Regions from separate parts of the Mus musculus genome. Here all the other regions are linked to region 4. Evidence: chromatin contacts called from public HiChIP or PLAC-seq data. All regions are on one chromosome and are shown on one strand. The core of a region is the stretch at or near the end of the contact, and the rest is flanking DNA. Distances in the headings are between cores, read along the strand shown.

Region 1 (2,700 bases), core at 186-2,685, 440 kb after region 4:
GCCTTCCTGAAATGGCAATTAAAGAATTGAAAGGCGAAACAGCAGACACAGAGCCTTCCTTAACTAAGCGTTTGCTTGAGGTGTCTAGCCAATATGAAGTAGGGTTGGGTTCAGATCTGATCTCTAATGTTCCTGTTCTCAAACAGAGGCCTAGGATATGATTTAATGTCTCAGTTCCCTAAATAGTGTTCTGAATAAAGGGATATGGAGTATGTGTGAACATTTTCCCAAGTATACATAGGAAATAAAAATCAAAGGAACTTCAGACCATTGAATATGTGTTACTTGGGCTACCATAACAAAATACTTTAGTCTGGGTGGCTTTAACCACAGGAATGTATTTCTTGTCTTTCTGCAGACTGCAAGGCTGAGGTCAAGAAGTCAGCGGGATCAGTGTCTGATGAGCAGCCTTTCCTTGAAAGAGACATAATCACCTTTTTGTTATGTCCTCAAATGACAGAAAATGAGCTCTGCTCTCTTCTCTCTTCCTTTCGGGGCATTAATACCGTCCTGAGGGCGTCTCCCTCACGACTTCATCTAAACCTGACTTCCTCCAAAAAGGTGGCATGCCTGATCGCATCACCCTGAGATATGGGGCTTTAAAATATGAGTGGGGAGGAGATCTGTAAATAAACATTGGATTCTTCACACCACAAGATCTTAACTGACAATGTATTTCCCTGGAATAAACGGAAGAGATGGCGACTCTAAGGCTGCTCGATGCTTACCTGCCATCACTGAGGTTCTCTGAGATCACATTCATGAAACTGTATACCATCAACATCTTTATCCTTCCCATTTACCTTTGCAATCAGTTTATCAACGTCGTCAACAAATCAAGATAGCCACGTGAAATATACTTGAGTCAGAGAACGGCAGGAGGCAAGTAAGACCACACACGTGGGATGTTTTGACTGTTTTGACTTTCCTATACAGTTCTAATTCCAGTGATTAGATTCATGAATTCTTGGTGCTAGGATTTTACCCACATACACATACAAATGAACACATCTGAAGAAAACACCTTGCTAGCATACAGCTGAGTCTAGAGCAGGCAGCGCTGTTTCTGGTCTCAGCTGCTGCTTTTAGATTCTTGATTAAGTGGCATTGTCCTTTAAATGACCTTGATGTTGTGGGAGTCGCAGACTGGACTCATCCTTCCTTCAAACTGGGACTGCCAACCAAACGCAAGGTTCTCGGCCTTTGCACTCTCAACTTCTGAGGCTTCCTCTCACAGTTTCTGTTTGCTGATTTGTAAATCCACATGATCCAGGATTCTTTGGAGAAATTTCTTCTCCTGAGGTGAAGTTGTCTGTGAATTCTCTCTGCAAAGGTCCCACACAGGCTGCTGGGAAATGGTGTTTTATAAAGTTCTCTGAATCTTGGTGGAGGAAAAAGCCTACAAGTTCAGGAAGCCACCCCCATTATTCAGGATTCCTTTCCCAGGACTGCTTCCTGCCTGGCTCCCTCCATCAGATATGCCTCTGCAGCAGCCAGAGTCAACCTTCACTGCTTAGCCTGAAGATTTCCTTTTTAACTCTTTCATGCCAATGGTCATGTTTAGCTCAAAATGAAGTGCAACAGATTAAAACCAGTGCAAACTAGCCCAACATGCCTTTACTGTCAGCAAAAGAAGATTGTAAATGCTCGTTGCAAATGGCTTCCTTGTGAAGAAAAAAATATATACCATGTCCAAGATGTCACAGCACGGGCTGCTCTTATTTGGGGGGGGGGTATCATTTCCAGGGAAAAATTCAGTTATGTTTTATGTAGAGGGAAAGACTCCCAAGACATAACAGATCACCAGATAGGTGAAATCTTTGTAAATGCTTTATACATGGGTTTAAATTTGAATCATAAAACTATCCTCCTGAGTATGAAGGGTTAATTACTGTATGGAGTCTTAATCACCATGTTTCTAAAATGGAAAAACAAGGACCTATTGTCCAGGTCCTGCAGGAAGATCAGAGATATGCATGTGTATGTGTGTGTATATGATGTACATGCATATGTATATGATTATATATATATATATACATATATATATATATATATATATATGTATGTATGTATCACTTAGTAGAGACACTCACAATTAATAGATCCCTGATAACTGGTAACTAAAGCCAGGGCATCGTGGTACCCACCTGTAATCCTAGCACTTTTGAAGATGAAGGGAAGAAAACTGAGTTCAAAGCCAGTCTAACATACAGAGATCTTGTCTCAAAAACACAATGAATCGCAGCTATTTTATTTAGTCATTCATTCACTCAGTTCATTCGGTTACCACATTCAAGTATGTGTATGGGGGCATGTAACATGGCAGATGCGTGTAAAGTTCGGAAGACAGCTTTGGGTGTCAACCCTTGCCTCTCCTCTGTGTGAGATGGGGTCTCTTTTGTGTCCTTTGTATTTTACTAATCCCCTGTGATATTTCTCAGGCCAGGTATAGTTGTTTTGAGATTAGACCGAGGAGCAGTTACTTAAGTAATACAATCGACCTCTACCGGAAGGGGAATCTTCCAGCAACTGTAGCTCCTTTGAACTTGAACTTCTCGAAGACTCATCCTTCCTATCCAATCAAGTCCCTTACTTAGATCCTTGGGCAAGAACCTAAAAGAGACCAGTATTTTACCTTCAGAATCCCCTGAATCAGGTAACAAACACAAAGAGTCTTCAGTCAGCTCCCTGCACCCCACC
Region 2 (2,700 bases), core at 94-2,593, 260 kb before region 4:
TTAACCCAACCCTAATTGTTTTTTAGCTTTTGCCCTGACTGTAATAAAGGCTCCCAGGCTAGGAAATGGTTCACAATTTGTTAGTGGAACAGGAAATTTTTATTGGTAGTGGAGCATCCACATGACTGCTGATTTCTATTTATAAAATTCTTCGCATTTTTCCTTCAGGTTTACCAAGGGATTTGGTATTTTCTAAGACATTTAATTTGGTGTCTGGGTGCTTCGCTAAGTAAATAAACAGAAATTTTCTTTCTGTTGCTAGACAAAAAAAAAAAAAAAGTTTTCTTTTAGAAGTCAGTAGAGGGCGCTGTTGGCATTTGATTTGGCTTTCTAATACCGTAGATGTTCCCTTCTTAATTAATTCAATGTTTGAAATCAAACCTCCGTTTAAATGTAATGATATTAATATGTGAGAATAGATGTGTAAACGTGGAGATTTTCCATTCCCATTAAACCCACAGAACCAAAGGTCTCTAGTTCTCCTCTGAGCCCCTTTGAGAGTACTTATGTATAGAAATGTTGGCTGCTATACATTAAAGCTGCACACAGTTGAGTTCATGCATCCAGGCAATGATTCAACATTTTGGAGACTGATTGCAAGTCGGGGAAGAAGGCAGCTTCCTGTGGTTTTCAAGAAAAAGGGGGAGAAAAGAAGGCAAAAGAGACATTAGCCTTAGAGCCCTACTTTTTAAGTTTTTCAAAAGAAACATTCTATTTGCTAGGTTTAAGGTAAAATTTATTATAGTTAATCCAGGAGTAAATATGTTTTGCAGTTAAGATTCTAGGTACATTTGACACTATTTTTATCCTTAATTTTTAAAAAGTTATTCTATTCCTTCTATTCCAGTTTGAGTTCCTTGGCCACAGGCTATAAAGATTACCACAGTCCCAGTATTTGAAGGATATTTCTACTTTTGGTTCATAGACTTTCATTAAAATAGACTACAAAATAACAATCTCTAAGAACCCCACTCAAGTTTTGTATTTATTTGGCTGATACCTCTATGATGTGTGTGCACTAGCTGTAAGTAGGAAACCGTGGATCTGTGGGGAACCAATGAAGAGAGGATGGAGACTTTATTTTCAAAGGGCCTCCAAGAATAAATACACAGCCAAGCAGCCCAGGTGAGCAAAATGAATGCTGGCTTCTGATCCATCTAGAGTTTTCTCTGTAAAGTGAAGATGAACGTAAAGTGCGCAGCGTTTAAATCAGTGACATTAAAGACTTACCACTTTACCAATCCTAAAATAGAAAATGACTCTCGGGGACAGTGAAGGAGGCAGCCTTCTGTTTGTGGTATTGTAGCAACGGCTTCTGAGGCACCCCTCACACACATACCGCTGTTGCCCAGGGTGGAAGGCTCCTTCCCTGGGTTGCACAAAACAGGGCATGCAGTTGATCGTGTTTCTGAGTATACAAAGAAGTGCTACTTTCTGGGGACAGTAAAACACATTGCATTTTGCAAACAAAACATCAAGCCAAAGGCATGTCACTGTTCACAAAACACATGGAACTTGTTGGAAGGCAAAGGGAAAGAGATCGTTGGCGTTTTAGTGGAAAGGTAGAAAAGAACTATGATATCATCAGGCAGCATCGGGTTCTCTCCGATCGTTTACACTCTTTAGTGTGTCAGGGTTGGTCTGTGCTTGTGTTGATTTCCGGCCTTCCAATCGAGATTAGTTTTACTTTTCATTCTCATAGGAAAAGCGTGACTCTGTCGTTCAGGTAGAATCGAAAAACAAATAGAAATGCTTTGTGGTTCTTAAATGATCTAGATAGCTGGGCAAAAAGGCCCAGTACTATTGCAAGTATAATTTTAGGTGAAAATTTTGTTCCATGTGAAGCATTAATTTTAATAGAGACTTATATATAAATGCTCATTTGAATAATAATGTAAAATTAAATTTAAATTGTAAATACCGTCCAGTACTAGCTGTTTTCTGGCTCGAATTCTTCAGCACATATGGTGCTAGCATAAGCTTGTGCCTGTCTGCCTACTCTGGGTAATTTTGCATGCAAATAGTTTTAGTGCCTATGTTGAGGTGCTAAAACGTGTTTAGTACACTTGAAAATATTTGCATTGCAAAAGGAGAGTGAATCTCCTGAGGAAAATCGAATTGATATTTTGTATTAAGAGACCACTCTGGGTACCGTGTGGTCTTCTTCTATGAAGAATTCTGTTTACAGTACAGCTAGCATTTTTAATTGACCTTTAGAAGAAAAGGTCTGGCAATAGCTTTGCCAACTTTATAAACCGTTGGGCCATCTTCTGGCAACGTTCTTCACACGAATCAGTGGGGCAGAGAGAGAAGGACGTTATCTAGCGGCTTTTGCTGGACTGTCACTTCTCAAGCCTCAGTTTGGTGGACTGGTAAGAGAACTCTGAAAATTATAAACCCAGTTTCAGCTGGAATGAGCCTAACCAATTAGCTAACTAGCTAACCAACTAGCTCAGGGAAGGCTTGCATGCAGGGGAGCAGCCGTGGTTGCCGGGCGTGAGGCCCCACACAGGGTTCCATTTGCCTCAATCCCATCTGCTGCATTTACGGGAACCAGTTCGTTAAGTCTGAATTGAATCCAAATAAAATGCGTTTCTGACGCAAAGCCGATGACTGGTGCCATTCTCCACTGCATTATGTCAAATTAGAGTTTGTTTGGAAAAGAGGTTACAGAGAGCCTGTGCAAATGTCGCTTGCACG
Region 3 (2,700 bases), core at 128-2,627, 490 kb after region 4:
GAATAAAGTTAAATGGGTATAAATAGTCCACGAAAATCACTGACTGTAAGTCATATGTTCAAGAGTTGGAAAATAAAGGATTCTTTCTTTCAATGGAAACTACTCAGGCCTGTAAGATTTAAGGTATCTAGCAATGCTAGAGGGATGTGTTCCTTTTCCTTCTGAAGGCTTGTTCAAAGTCAGAGGGCAACAGCCAAAGTCCTGACTTTAAACCTGGGTTCTTACCACACCCTACCTGGCCTGCTGCTGTCCCACCCCACCATGCCTGTCATGTCCCACCCTATCATGTCTGTAATGTCCCCTCCCCACCATGTCTGTCACTGTCCCACCCCACCATGCCTGTCATGTCTCCACCCCACCATGCCTGTCACTGTCCCACCCCAACATGCCTGTCATGTCCCCACCCCACCATGTTTGTCACTGCCCCACCCCACCATGTCTGTCACTGTCCCACCCCACCATGTCTGTCACTGTCCCACCCCAACATGCCTGTTATGTCCCCACCCCACCATGCTGTCACTCTCTCTTGCCTATCCTGAGCTTCATGTGCAGCTCAAATTGTTTGTAAATATCATCTTTAGAATTTTCCCACTAAGAGCCTTTTTTTCCAGTGTTTTTGCTGATTGAAATTTAAGGCTGCATTAAACATAATTTTATTTTGTCATTAATTAAAATGGTATATATAGAGTCTTGTCTTTGGTGACTAGGAAAAGTCAGTAAAGGAATGAATAATAAAAGACAGCCAGTTGAAGGAAGATTTTTTTTTTTCAATTTCTAAACTAGCCCTAAAGCTAAACATTTGCATAGCCATTAGACTGACTAAAACTTCCTTTAACTCTGTTCCCTTTTCATCAGGCATATGTGAAAAGTGACCTCTTACCATTTACATACCTACCCAGAAGTCATGTGATAGGCTTTTGCGTCATGCTGTCAATTATGATAACAGCCACAATAAGAATGGCCTGAGTGTTGATAGCCTGCTTCCGGGCTCTACAGAGAAGCCTGTTGATAGTCCACTTGTGTCCTTTTCCAATTGCTTGCTTCTAATGACTGACTTTTCAATGCTGGTTTTTTAATGTTCCAAGCTTTGGCTTTGTCATTTGCCAGGACAAATATTATAAGAGGATTTCACTTCATGTTTTAGTTAAAAAAAAAAAAGAAAGAAAGAAAGAAAGAAATCCTACAGAGGCAATTTCTTTAAAAGCTATTTTGTGTAACAGAAATCTTTAGTGTAATGAAAAGTACTTCCAAATTCTGCCCAGAAAAGTGTTGAAACCATTTCAGCTTCAGCGTAACTAGTCGATAACTGAACTTGCAATAACAGCGTTACATGGTCACACAGGAGATGTAATGTTGAAGCTCAAGCACCAATAAAACCCACAGTGACTAGGCACTCGGCCAGTACCTCTAGTCACAGATAGCACAGGCAGCCAGGACATCCTATTGAGACTGAGACCAAGCCCTATGTTTTTACAGTTAGGAGCTTCCTTGACTTAATTGTCTTATTTAAGGAAGGCAAAGGCAGCTCCCTATTTCGTCTGCCTATGATCTCCAGTGAGGTATTCAATGGCTGGTTAGACTGGTGTGGCCTCGTATAACTGTGTGGTGGGGTCTCTTATGGCTCACAGGAAGTGTTTTAGCTACAAGCTTTTAATTTCAATCTACAACAAATCTTGTCAAACTGTCATGGTGTCATTGGTGTGTATTACTAAGGTTTCTGCTGTGAAAGCAGCCTTCTACTGAACTGTAATTGATGATGAATAAGCTAGATTATTTTAAATTAATAAAGTTCCTATTATAGTAAGCAAATTATGAAGCTTAGCATATAAGGACCTGGTATTAATTTAACTGAATTTTCTCATAATATCCATTTATATTAACATTGTTAACCTGAATTATAAAATAATGTCTATACCTTCTAAGCCAACTCTAACATTCTGCTAGAGGGTTCCCATTTCCTCACGAAGATAAAATTTGGGATACAGAGTTCAGTCACTGTTGACAGGAAGGAGTGTGCACAGAGTGCTTGCGAGGCAGGAAGCAGGACTTCTACACAGGGAAGTCAGAGAAGGTGTGTTCAACATTCTGAAAGTGTTCCGAACCAAGACAAAGTGTTTGGCAGCAGAGAGCAGAGCCCAGTTTGCTAAAGCAGGACCTCAGAGTTCTTCAAGCCACCACACCATCTTCCAACACAAAAGTTATAGCAGAAAGAAGCTCTAGGTGAAACAGTTCTGGTTTGGAGATTTCTCCTACATCACTGGCAAATACAGTAAGCCAGTTAATGATCCCAAAGACAGGCCAGCGCCAGGCCTCAATGCCCAAGGCAGTGACATCCCATCAAGGCACGTCCTGATCAGTTATATGAGCTGAGGCTTACTCTCCACAGGGAGGGTTATTGTTAGTGCTAAGCTAGCAACTTCTTTACACAAACCTTCCTGAAACACTTTACGTAATTAAGTGACTTTATTTTTTTATATTCAAGTGAGATATTGTATTTAGATGATAGGTGAAATTCCAACATCAGAAGGGGAAAAAAATCACAAAAACTAATATTTCAAGGCAGTTAGGAACTGGCATTAACCAGAAGTAATCATTATTAAAAGGAGGTTGCAGATATGCAATGACTAATAACTGTGTAACAAGCACCTAAGCATAAAAGCACGGGTTTCATTTGCCAACATGGATGTACTTTAGCATTTT
Region 4 (2,700 bases), core at 84-2,583:
CCAAGAGAGCCAGTTGAAGCAACAGAACTAGAAGCAAAGCCAGGATAAGAAGCAAAGGGAGACAGGAGGTGGGTGATGGATTTGGCAGCCTCTGGGATCCGGAGGAATGCTATGTGGGTAGTCTGTGGGCACAGCACTCTCTGGAATATGTACACATACCCTCCACCCCAATCCATCAGCTCAGTAGATCCAGCCTAACTTTATCCTAGTGAAAACTCAAAATCTCACTTGACACTTTCTTGGATGTCCTTGTGTAATATGTAAAGAATTCAGACAAGATGAAAAGTCCTTAAAGCTCCACAGAGTCAACTACTTCTTCTACTCCTTCTGGATCCCAGAAACTTGATGTAAAGGTTTAGTGGGTCCTTTGAATGTAGGCAATTGTCTATACTATCTTGTGAGCTGTTCTTATTATTATAGTTATTAAGACTGTATACAACTTAACTGAAAGTGACTGAACCACAGGATTTTACACTTCAATAATTTTGTTGTCAGCATCATATGGATGATATTGCCACAAGAGGGAAAACTCTGCAAGAATATTTAATAAAAATAACTTTGGTAATAATCAGTGAAAAATAGAATTATTGAAATCATAAATGTAAAAGGCTTTGACAAATAAATATTTATAATTAAGGGAATTAGTGAGATGAGCATTGTACATGGTAGACATTTGCCTTTTTACTCAGTTGTCCAACTTTGCAAGGCCAGAGTCATATTATAATAAACGACATAGCTGAGGCATGCAGGTGTACATCAGAGAAGAAAAGTGTCTGGGGACTGTGTTCATGGTTGGTGTTTTTGTTTGGTAGGGCTTTTTAAAAAGGTCAATAAAAGACAAGATGGATTCCATTCTTCAGAAGGCCCAACTTCATTATCGTGGAGAGTACTGGGTAGTGGTAAGAGACTTCCACTTTAGTACAGACTCAAACCTGAGCCAGCAGCACATCCATTTCTGATCTTAAAGGAGGATAGGTCCTGTTCCTGAGGATGGGGGAAATGGAACACAGTCACCGATCCATGCATCCATGGTTTTAACACAACAACAATTAACAACAACAACAACAACAACAAAAAATCCCAGATATACGTGGCATTCATTAAGTCACAGGGCAAGGAAAAGCCAGAAACTGAAACTATAACACATTCAACTCCCATGTGGAAAAAAGACATTTGAGGACAGAGATGTTAAGTGCAAGAGATAGAACATGGGAAAACATGATTCACCATTCTTAGTAAAGTAGAGGCGACAAACCATCCTGGAATGTTAGTCGGTTGCCAGTCAGTGAGTTCCTGCCTTGTACTCTTGCCCTGATATGGGTCAGCCTGCAGGGCTCTCCTTATCTTTGTCTCTAGGAGGCCCAGGCTAATGGCATTTCCTTTTCTCCAGTTTTCATGAGGACCAAATCAGGAAAGGGGGCATGGAAAAGTAAACAAGACTCCTTCAGCTACATCCCGGATCTGAGTGGGTACACTCTGCTAACTTTGCATTGGTAAACTTTACACACATAAAGTCCCCAAGTTTAGTTAGGAAGAGAACAAACCCTCTGTGCCCAAAGAGAGAAAATTAGCATTTATGAATTTCTCCTTGCACAACAAATCCTGTGATTCCAAAGATACTGTTGACACTCCTATATACTAGTTAATTGTAGTTCTCCATTCTCAAGACCTGCTTTCTGCTACACAGAGATCAAACTCTTTTTGTGGCTTCTTTTGGTCTGTTAACCTCAAAATGACAGGTATTCTAAAAGGATCAGTTAGCCAAATGAACATTCAAATGAAGAAAGGCAATTTGCTGGCTCACAGCCAGCCTGAAATCCCATTATAAAGTTAGTGCATAGTCAGCTGCGCTGAGGGATGCTCTTTCTTGAGTGCTGATCCAACCCGTTTTAAAGTCGGCTTCATGTCCTTATCTTTTTCATTTCACAGCTGTCAGTGTCTCTCCTTTTACTTTGTCTTTCTTGGCCACACCTAGACATCTAGTGCAACATCCTCCTTAGAAGCATACCAGGTTCTCAACCCTCAGCTCTGACCTATAAACACTACAAATAATTAAAAGGAGCAGTGATTGAGGAATAATTAAGCAGGGATGTTCTGTGATAGAGTATGATCATATCATAGATAGGTAAGTAGGTAGATAGATAAATGGTAATTTAAGGTTTTTAGAGAAAGTTGTAGGTGCATATATTTCCATGTTAAATTCAGGGTTTTTAGTTCCTTCACTGAGTATTATAAATATTTCAATTCTCTTTATAGTCTCCTAGGATAAATATAAAAATACTTATAGATTTATTATGGACTCTAAATGAAGGCACAGTTATAAAGCTGTGTATAGAATCATCAAAACCAATGGCAGCAATAAGGGACACTCAGATATTGTCTTTGTTTGCTTTCTATTGCTGTGATAACATGCTGTAACGAAATGTGGAGGAAAGGGTTTATTTGGCTTACAGTTCCACATCACAGTCCTTTATCAAAACAAGTCAAGGCAGGAACCTGGAGGCAGAAACTGAAGCAGAATCGAAGAAGGAACTCTGCTTACTGGATTGCTCCTCCATCCTTCCTCAGCCTGCTTTTTAATAGCACCCTGGAGTACCTCCACAGCGGTAACACCACACTCAATGGACTGGCCTCTCACAGGAATCATTGGACATAGTATTACCCAAAGATCCAGCAATACCACTCCTGGGCATATACCCA

The links. HiChIP or PLAC-seq counts read pairs in DNA pulled down with a chosen protein or histone mark.
Region 1: a contact with region 4 is called in an H3K27ac HiChIP or PLAC-seq map of heart atrium, with 5 times the contacts expected there. The contact joins two enhancer-like sites. A contact is called at or near these places in 1 of 15 datasets of contacts at CTCF or cohesin (the NIH/3T3 cell line) and 1 of 115 datasets of contacts at active chromatin or transcription factors (heart atrium).
Region 2: a contact with region 4 is called in an H3K27ac HiChIP or PLAC-seq map of heart atrium, with 5 times the contacts expected there. The contact joins two enhancer-like sites. A contact is called at or near these places in 1 of 15 datasets of contacts at CTCF or cohesin (the NIH/3T3 cell line), 6 of 484 Hi-C or Micro-C datasets (the HL-1 cell line, the N1E-115 cell line, cardiomyocytes and 3 more) and 2 of 115 datasets of contacts at active chromatin or transcription factors (the NIH/3T3 cell line and heart atrium).
Region 3: a contact with region 4 is called in an H3K27ac HiChIP or PLAC-seq map of heart atrium, with 4 times the contacts expected there. The contact joins two enhancer-like sites. A contact is called at or near these places in 1 of 15 datasets of contacts at CTCF or cohesin (the NIH/3T3 cell line), 1 of 484 Hi-C or Micro-C datasets (uterus) and 3 of 115 datasets of contacts at active chromatin or transcription factors (embryonic fibroblasts, fibro-adipogenic progenitors and heart atrium).

What each region holds. Positions count from the first base shown.
Region 1 is chr4:82,265,011-82,267,710 of GRCm38.p6, forward strand. No RefSeq gene overlaps it. Among named protein-coding and RNA genes, the nearest start is that of Gm11264, 200 kb to the left of the region's middle. Within about 2 kb of position 1,436, at least 20 of the 459 cell types and tissues checked have an H3K27ac peak or open chromatin away from gene starts, as enhancers often do. A contact at or near this core is called in heart atrium, where this site is marked.
Region 2 is chr4:81,564,233-81,566,932 of GRCm38.p6, forward strand. No RefSeq gene overlaps it. Among named protein-coding and RNA genes, the nearest start is that of Mpdz, 120 kb to the left of the region's middle. Within about 2 kb of position 1,344, at least 33 of the 459 cell types and tissues checked have an H3K27ac peak or open chromatin away from gene starts, as enhancers often do. A contact at or near this core is called in heart atrium, where this site is marked.
Region 3 is chr4:82,314,969-82,317,668 of GRCm38.p6, forward strand. All of the region lies in intron 10 of Nfib (nuclear factor I/B), which reads right to left. Among named protein-coding and RNA genes, the nearest start is that of Nfib, 190 kb to the right of the region's middle. Within about 2 kb of position 1,378, at least 25 of the 459 cell types and tissues checked have an H3K27ac peak or open chromatin away from gene starts, as enhancers often do. A contact at or near this core is called in heart atrium, where this site is marked.
Region 4 is chr4:81,828,843-81,831,542 of GRCm38.p6, forward strand. No RefSeq gene overlaps it. Among named protein-coding and RNA genes, the nearest start is that of Gm11412, 87 kb to the left of the region's middle. Within about 2 kb of position 1,334, at least 18 of the 459 cell types and tissues checked have an H3K27ac peak or open chromatin away from gene starts, as enhancers often do. A contact at or near this core is called in heart atrium, where this site is marked.